Regions from separate parts of the Mus musculus genome. Here regions 1 and 2 are each linked to region 3. A link is a contact called in public ChIA-PET and Hi-C data. All regions are on one chromosome and are shown on one strand. Each heading gives the region's core, a stretch centred on a gene start, on an enhancer-like site or on the middle of the called end of the contact. The rest is flanking DNA. Distances are from core to core; before and after follow the strand shown. Region 1 overlaps Man2a1 (mannosidase 2, alpha 1). Region 2 overlaps Man2a1 (mannosidase 2, alpha 1). Region 3 has its middle 38 kb from the start of 4930583I09Rik.

The links. A called contact is a pair of places that touch in the nucleus more often than the background predicts. ChIA-PET counts read pairs in DNA pulled down with a chosen protein or histone mark.
Region 1: an H3K27ac ChIA-PET map of liver shows a contact between it and region 3, with 5 times the contacts expected there. The contact joins two enhancer-like sites. A contact is called at or near these places in 5 of 39 promoter capture datasets (3T3-L1-derived adipocytes, embryonic stem cells, liver and 2 more), 2 of 15 datasets of contacts at CTCF or cohesin (CD8 T cells and the NIH/3T3 cell line), 17 of 484 Hi-C or Micro-C datasets (CD4 T cells, the G1E-ER4 cell line, bone marrow-derived dendritic cells and 11 more) and 7 of 115 datasets of contacts at active chromatin or transcription factors (CD8 T cells, bone marrow-derived dendritic cells, embryonic stem cells and 3 more).
Region 2: a contact with region 3 is called in a Hi-C map of liver, with 1.9 times the contacts expected there. The contact joins two enhancer-like sites. A contact is called at or near these places in 1 of 15 datasets of contacts at CTCF or cohesin (large pre-B cells), 3 of 484 Hi-C or Micro-C datasets (CD8 T cells, embryonic stem cells and liver) and 3 of 115 datasets of contacts at active chromatin or transcription factors (embryonic stem cells and large pre-B cells).

The regions. Positions count from the first base shown.
Region 1 is chr17:64,742,536-64,745,235 of GRCm38.p6, forward strand. All of the region lies in intron 20 of Man2a1 (mannosidase 2, alpha 1), which reads left to right. Among named protein-coding and RNA genes, the nearest start is that of Dreh, 23 kb to the right of the region's middle. Within about 2 kb of position 1,261, at least 27 of the 459 cell types and tissues checked have an H3K27ac peak or open chromatin away from gene starts, as enhancers often do. A contact at or near this core is called in liver, where this site is marked.
Region 2 is chr17:64,684,001-64,686,700 of GRCm38.p6, forward strand. All of the region lies in intron 12 of Man2a1 (mannosidase 2, alpha 1), which reads left to right. Among named protein-coding and RNA genes, the nearest start is that of Dreh, 82 kb to the right of the region's middle. Within about 2 kb of position 1,326, at least 39 of the 459 cell types and tissues checked have an H3K27ac peak or open chromatin away from gene starts, as enhancers often do. A contact at or near this core is called in liver, where this site is marked.
Region 3 is chr17:64,872,641-64,875,340 of GRCm38.p6, forward strand. No RefSeq gene overlaps it. Among named protein-coding and RNA genes, the nearest start is that of 4930583I09Rik, 38 kb to the left of the region's middle. Within about 2 kb of position 1,356, at least 31 of the 459 cell types and tissues checked have an H3K27ac peak or open chromatin away from gene starts, as enhancers often do. A contact at or near this core is called in liver, where this site is marked.

The DNA of each region.
Region 1 (2,700 bases), core at 11-2,510, 130 kb before region 3:
GTTCTTTTCTGCCTTCTCTTTTGGCCCATGAAGACCAGAGTGGCCCATGGAAAGAACAGATGAGGGCCAGGTAGCGTCTTTGAGGTCACGTGTCACAAATTCATAAGCTGAAAGGGAACACAAGGGCAGGAAAGGTTCCGCAGCACAGGTTCCTACATCTTGACATAGATGCAGGGCTCATTAGCAGCCTGAGAATGCCAAGGGCTTCTGACAGTTGGGGGGATTCTGCCCAGTGTCCCTCAGCCTCATTTATAGATGACTCATCTCCTGGGATTGTGTTAAAGGCGTGCTTTTCATGGAGTCTCAGTAGTTGCCCAAGTCACTCAGTGGAGAGTAGAGATACCTCTGTAGTCCAAGACTGGCCTGTTTTTCACATCATTGCTTTTTAATGGCAACTTTATGGCCTTTTTGTTGGCCGTCTTCCAGTTATAGGAGTCTAATTACTTCCTGTTCTAGTTTGCCTCTGTCTCTGTTGCTGTGATAAAACACAAAGGAACTTCTGGGAGGAAAAGTTTTATTTCAGTTTAACACTCTCAGGTATCAGTCTCTCCCTGAGGGAAGTCGTCGGGAACTCAAGAACCTAGAGCAGAAGCCATGGAGGACTCTTGTTGGCCAACTTGCAGTCTGAGCTACTGTTCTTTTATAGCCCTAGACCACCTACCGGGGAATGGCACTGCTACAGTGGACTGCATCCATCTATATCAGTCAGACAAAAGAATTCCTCTCAGACCTAGCCATAAACCAACTGTTAACAACAGCTCCTCACTCTGGGGTTTCCCTGTAGATGACACTGGGCTGTATGAAGTTGACAGTTAAGGCCAGTTGGCACCACCCATGTGAAAGTCCCATTCCCTACCAGACTAGTTGATGCCCTTGTGCATTTGGGCTCTATCCAGGCTACAGACACTCTACTGGCTGCAGCCACCTGCCTTCTCGTGGACCTTGAGACTGCTGACTTAGCTTAGTCTGTGTCAGACATACCTGCCCCAAGGATGTTATGAAAAGCAAAATGATGTTTGGAAAGGCTCTGAAAGACAGGGACACCCAGTAAAGCAGCAGTTGATCCTAATGATGCTTACAATATGCGACTGTGAGGAGAAGGACAGATTTGGGGCAGAGGGAATAGAGAGAAAGCATACATCCAGAGAACAGGTACCGAAATGTCTCTGGCATGGAACCAGAACCGAAGGCACGAGGCTGTTTCTGTGTGATCGGATCTGTTGGCCAGGTCCTGTGTTAGCTTTGGACTCTGAGCATGTGTTCAGAGTTGAGAGCACAGGAGATTGACTGGTCCATTGACACCTATAAAAAGTTGCTCTTTGTCCCTTAACCTTTACGAAAGGAAAGATCATTGTTTGGTGAAGCTGCCTAAAAATGTAGCCATTGTAACTCCACAAGATGCCAAAGAATTGACTGCAGAGCTAGAGAGGGATTGACCGGTGAATCATAGCCTCCATTTCAGGATTCTGAGTTGGCTTCCTGGCTCCACGTGCTGGCAGCATTCAGTATATGACAGTGTGAATCGTCTGGATTCTTGTAACTCCTTCCTCACAGAGCCCTGTTGATGTAGATATCCGTGTCTGAGAGATACCCAAGTTCGCACTGCCAGTGTGTCACTTAACATTTTCCCAGTACGTCTGACAGAGGCACTTGATCCTTCCTGCCTGCTAGCTGCAGGTAGTGGCGTTATGGGGCACCTTTTCTGCCCAGACCCCATCCATGGCCACTCAGTTCTAAATTTCAGCCTGGTTCTTGCTGACAGTGGATAAAAGAATTATGGGTTCAGAGAGCAGTGAGAGAGGTCAAGGGAGAGCTGGGCGTGCAGTGAGTGTGAGTCAAGGTTGGGCTGGAAGATGGTTCTATGGTTCAATTGAGTCCCAGTCTCCAGATTCTCTGAACTGAGCTCATGCCCATGACCTTCAGAAACAAAGATTGTAACAAATGTACCCAACTTGATGATTCTGGGCCTGTTTGTCTATAGATAGCAGAGCCTAGACGTGTAATAACAATTTAAATAACTGCTTAAAGTAATTTACTTAAAATAGCTTAAAATAAAAATTTAGAAAACCCTTCCCATTTGAGATTAGAAATGAATAAGTTACCTCCATTTAAAATAAGGGCTAGAGACTAAATTAAGATAAAATCCCCTATAAGGCCTGTTTCTGAGCCCTGTTTGTGGACGCAGAAGGTGTTGTTTGATCTTTTTCAGAATTACTGTTTCTGTTTGTGAAAGTTCCAAGCTTGTGGGCATCATCCTGTTACCAGTAGATGACCTTATGCTTTCATATAGGCATATTTACACTTGCACTTTCTGTATTTGAAAAGTAATTCCATACTGTGTATGTGTGTATGTGTAATGAGATGACAGGCACCTCAGGAGCCCTGTCACAGAACGTGGTGTGAGCTAGGTCATTCCAGCTGCTGCCTGCAAATGTAACTGCTAACCTTCTCACCTAACGTGCCTCATCACCCTCGCTTCTGTGAGCCTCCTTCTAGTGATCATTCTGCCCTCCCTTTGCCATCAGACACTTCAGGTGAAGCTTCTTTAAAGGTTTCAACCTGGGTAACATGAACACTGCCAGAGTATACTAAGCAGGAAAGTCTAGGGCACCAAGAAAGGATAACTCTTTAAGGAAAAGGGATTTTTGGTAGAGAGGATGCTGAAAGACTCATCTTAGTTACTTCCCAGTTGCTGTCCTA
Region 2 (2,700 bases), core at 76-2,575, 190 kb before region 3:
ATTTTCTGAAACAGCACTAAGAATCAAAGTCATGTAATAATAACTTCATAAACCCAAGAATGGAAAAATTTCACGTAAATGCTTCGTTTTACTTCATTTGTGATGTTGCAACAGAAAACTGAATTTTAATGACCATAAATCTAAATGGTTCATGCTCTGGAGGTTTGAAAGTCCAAGGCAGATTTGCTGCGTCTTAGGATGGACTTGTGCTGAATCATCCTGTCATGTTGAGTCAGTCATCCCATACTGCCGAGTCATTCATCCCATACTGCTGAGTCAGTCATCCCATACTGCCGAGTCAGTCATCCCATACTGCTGAGTCATTCATCCCATACTGCTGAGTCAGTCATCCCAAACTGCTGAGTCAGTCATCCCATGGTAGATTAGCAAGTGATTGAGGTGGCAAATGCAACATTTTACCAGAAACTGCTTTCCAATAGTGAACCTCTGATACTAGGCAGTCCGCTCATGATGGCAAAGCCCTGATTGCCCAAACAGATCTTCAGGTTCTCAGCATTCCACACTGTTTACTTACTTAATATAAGAACATTCAAACCATGGCAGATGGTTTTAGCTTGAGATAAATTTATTTAAACTACCATTACAGATTTACCTGAAAGTGGTTTTACTTTTTAGTAAGACATTGATTGGCAAATAATCCTCTTATCCCATATTTTTCTTTTCTCCCATTCCTTCCCTTTTCACTTTTTTACTTGAGAGAGGGAGGGTGGAGAAAGAGAGAGAGATCGAAAGCGCACACCCGCACCATGCATATTGTCCGTGCCCTCTGTTGGTTGGACAACCACTCCTGGGCACCTCCCGCAGTCTCAAGTAGCATCCTCTGGTTTTCTAAACAAGTGCTTTCCTTTATTCTGTGTACTGGCCCCAGAATTCATTTTGACCTCACTTTTGTTCATTTCCAGTACTTTGTGAATGTAGTCTTCTAACTTTACCCCTTCTTCCTGACATCTGGCTCTCTGGTCCTTAGCTGCCTTTTTTTTTTTTTTTTTTCTGTTTTGAGTGACTGTAGTCTTTTGTCTTCAGCCTTTTATAGACATAATTTATTAACTGCAAGTACTGGTGGCATCTACTTAAAAACAGTGCTCTCAAAACATTCCTCATAACATTCTCCAGGAAATGTATTGCCTATTGTAGGAAGTAAGACAAATAGTCATGATTTAGCAATCTGTTTCCTTAAAAACAACGAGAAAACAAAAGTCATCTCAATTGTGTCACGTTGAATACAACTTATTATACCTCAGGGTTCTGGAGAACTGCTGGCCAGTTTCCACTTAGGGCAGAGATTGAGACCAAGCCTGGCAGGCCCGAATGTCTTGGCAGACTTGCTCGCCTGGCTGGAAATGGCAGCTGTCTGTGGGTGAGGGTTTATGTGGGGTCAGTCGTTTGCCAGCAGTCATTTACACATGTCCTCTCCAGAGTGTCTAGTTCTAAGAGGGAGTGCCTGAAGGAGTCTTAAGTCTACCCAGACAAAGCAAGTAGTTTTACAAAATACCATTGAGCTTATGTTGTGTTGGCCAACTTGTCCTGGGCATGGGCCGGCCCTGAGGTGCAGTAATGTACACACCGAGACTCCACTGGAGAAGACTGATTTTTCCTTTGGAAGTAGCATCAGTTGCAGATAGCTCCTTGCTTAGGGGTGGAGGTTGTGTCAACATCTCCACTCTCCATGCCAGAAGCTATTTGGCTTGAACCTGTTACAGGGCATGTGCACTCTGCCAGACTTTGTGAGCTCATGTGTTGTGGGTGGAAGGCCTCTTTCCTTGATGCCTTCCAGCCTCTCTGTCTGTTAGAGACATTATGCCTCCTCTTGCCACATAGATCCCTGAGGAAAGAGGGTTGATGAAGATATCCCATTCAGGACTGAGAACTTCAAAGCCTTTCACTCTCTATACTTTGTTCATGTGTAGGGGAGGATGTGGAGTTAGAGAAAACACTCATCTGATGTTGATGGTAATGCAGTCATGGTTCCCATCAGCTGCCAGAGGAAGCCATCTGATAATGCTCAAGGGAGACCCAGTCATTTGCACACTCAGGAATCCCATTGAAACCCTGAACTAGAAGTGATAAAATATACAACAGGGACTTATAGGGTAAAAATAAAAGAAAAATATATAAAATAAAAATTAAAAACAACCAGATAAAATTAAAAATAAATAAATAAATAAATAAATAAATAAATAAGAAAGGAAGAGCCCTGACATGACACTTTGAGACACGGAACCTGCAAAGATGGTGCCATTGAGTTAATCTTCTGTTGGCCATTTCAGATGGGATTGCAGCCTTCCCATAGAGTAGTTTGTTTCTCTCCATGTTCAGTAAGTTGTATAGGCATTGTTTTTGGCAAGGGGCCTTGTTATCAAGTGTGTGGAGAACAACCTGTAATGTTGGCAACAGCCTGGTTGTTTGGAGATTTCCCATGGGACCCTTTAGGACAATCAGTCAATTAGATGTAACCTAATGCTGTTGTAGAAGCCTCATTGAGTGACAAGAGATGGCCAGTTATGGCTTTGTTTTCCTCATTATTTTGTGATTTCGTCTAGATTGCCTTCATAGCTATATTTCGTGTATATATTTGAGGAAGCTTCTATTGTGTTAGGTTTCCATACTACTCTTCATATGGCTCTTAATTTTAGTTGTCTCTCCTTGATTTCCTTCCTCATTCTCTTCTTCCTTTGCCAT
Region 3 (2,700 bases), core at 106-2,605:
ATAAATCTAAGGAAAAAAACTCAACAAATACATGCCTTGATACCGTTTTAAATTTCTGTATTTTTCTAAGTTTCTTCTCTATGAATCAAAAAACAGCTATAGGTACTTCGTACAGTGCATGAATGATTCTTCCTTGGAAATGCAGCCAAAGGCAGACATTGGTAGCTTTGCTACATATTTCCATATTTCTATGTGGACATGGGGATCTATAAATATGAATACTCCCACTTTCAGAGTTTGAAAATAGAACTCCAAATTTTATATACACATACACACACATATATATATGAATATGATATAATATATGAATATATATTCACATATATGAATATGATATAATATAATATATGAATAAAACTGGTTTAGTTTCTAACTCATACCAGCTCAGCTCTCTGGAAAACATGCTAATAAACCCATTGTCACGTGCTTCTTTGAGAGCATCAGTATAATTAAGCCCTTTTAAAAAGAGAACAAAACTACTTTGGAAACCTCAATTTGAAATACAGTGAGGCCTGATACCTCATTATAGCTATGCAGGGCTTTTTCTCTTGCTTTGATTTCCTGGCAAAGCATTATTTTATGCCTTTGTTCCCCTTCAGTGATCATAATAGTCTTGGCATGAACCTTGCCAGGTAGGTGAAAAAAAAAACCTCCCTTCTGGGCATTTCTTGTCCTTTGGGGGGATATTCTTAGAGTTAACCCTATCAGTGGTCTACTTGGAGAGCAATTGATGGGAAGCACGAGGAAGCTCTCAATTTCTGACTCTGTCCTTCTCTTTGCTCAAGATGTCCTTGTGTCCTTGAGTCTGCCCTTTCCCATTTACATCCCTTCCTGTGTACGAAGAGGAATCCTTTGAGTGTGCACATTACAGTGGACCTTCAGGGACATCGTTGAGGAAAGGCGAAGACTGGTAGAACAGCTCTGGGAGGCTTTTAGCTAGAAACCTTAGCTCCCTCAGGGGCTTTTGTCTCTCCAAGCACTGTGGATAGAATGAAGTGTTTTGTCCCCTCTTGCAAGAAATTCCTCAGAGAACAGGAAGGAGAATCCTTCTGTGCTTGGAGTCCTGTTCCCTGCGGGAAGGGAAACTAGAAGAACAAAGAATATAAGCATAACAAATAAAGCCAGTGAAAGCTGCGCTTTCCAACTGACTGCTCAGGAGCTGACTGTAGCCCTTGGGGTTAGGAGTTAAAACACCCCACTTTGCACCTGTCTTAATGTCTGCCCTGAAGGGTGAGTTGTTCTGGTTGACAGGATTAGGTCCCTCTTCATTTCTGCATTGGCTCCTGAAGCGTGAAAGGAGCTAAAACAAAGAGATCTTTAGTTCTCCAGCCCTACTTCAGCATTTCAACACTTCAGTGCCTGCTAGTGGTGGTATGGGGAATTGCAGCTACTGTCATGGCTTCACGCTGCAGATTATAGACCTTAAATGAGATCGTGCAAATCCGTTCTTAACTCTCTGAAGAGAGTTAGGGTTCTCCTTAAGAGATCCCTTTGTTATCATGTTTCTAGCATTATAAAATTCTAAATAAAACATACATGAAATATGTCTTGAGACATAGTAAGAAGCAAGTGAAACGGTCTTTCCTCTGGAAACGACCAAGACATCATCGGTACTCTTCCCAAATCCTGCCTCAATTTGGAGACAGTCCGGATAAACCCAAAATTATTTACCATAGTTTATGGGAGGGATTTGAAGACTTGATACTAAACAACTCCCTAGCCCTGTGTTTGTTTTCACACCGTTTACTAACAATATCTTTCTGCACCCGAAGCCCACCCTAGTTTCCCGTGTTTCCAAGAGTGAATGCTTTTCCTTGCCCACCAACTCAGCAGCCTCTTGATTGATGGCCCTGCTTCCTAGACCACTAGTGTGAGCCTAATAGAAAAAGAAGGCAAGAAAAGGTTCTACTCACAGTACAGCTCTGGTCTACACTGGAAACACAAAGACAGGCTCTTACCCACCCCTCAGCTTCAACCTCTGGAATATCCAGATAGAATAGTTTTAGCGTTTAGATCAACATCAAAGTGATGCTTAGGCTGAGCATCTTGTGTCTGACCTTATTATCTTGGTTTGAAACCTTCATGAGGTTCAGCATATATGTTGATCAAGTCTTAAGAAGTTCTGTGCCTTGACCTCAGCCATAAGCACTGAGTGTTGAACCCTAACCCATGGTGTCTGTCCACCTGTGATGTCTGTCTATCTGTGGTGTCTGTCCACCTGTGATGTCTGTCTGTGGTGTCTATCCACCTGTGGTGTCTGTCTATCTGTGGTGTCTGTCCATCTGTGTCTCTCCACCTGTGATGTCTGTCTATCTGTGGTGTCTATCCACCTGTGGTGTCTGTCCACCTGTGGTGTCTGTCTATCTGTGGTGTCTATCCACCTGTGATGTCTGTCCAGCTGTGATGTCTGTCCACCTGTGTTGTCTGTCACCTGTGGTGTCTATCCACCTGTGTTGTCTGCCACCTGTGGTGTCTATCCACCTGTGATGTCTATCCACCTGTGATTGGTGTCTGTCCACCTGTGATTGGTGTCTATCCACCTGTGGTCTCTGTCCACCTGTGTCTATCCACCTGTGATGTCTGTCCACCTGTGATTGGTGTCTGTCCACCTGTGATCGGTGTCTGTCCACCTGTGGTCTCTGTCCACCTGTGTCTGTCCTTGGGCAGCTGCTTACCATCCTTGCCCCAAGCAGCCCATTC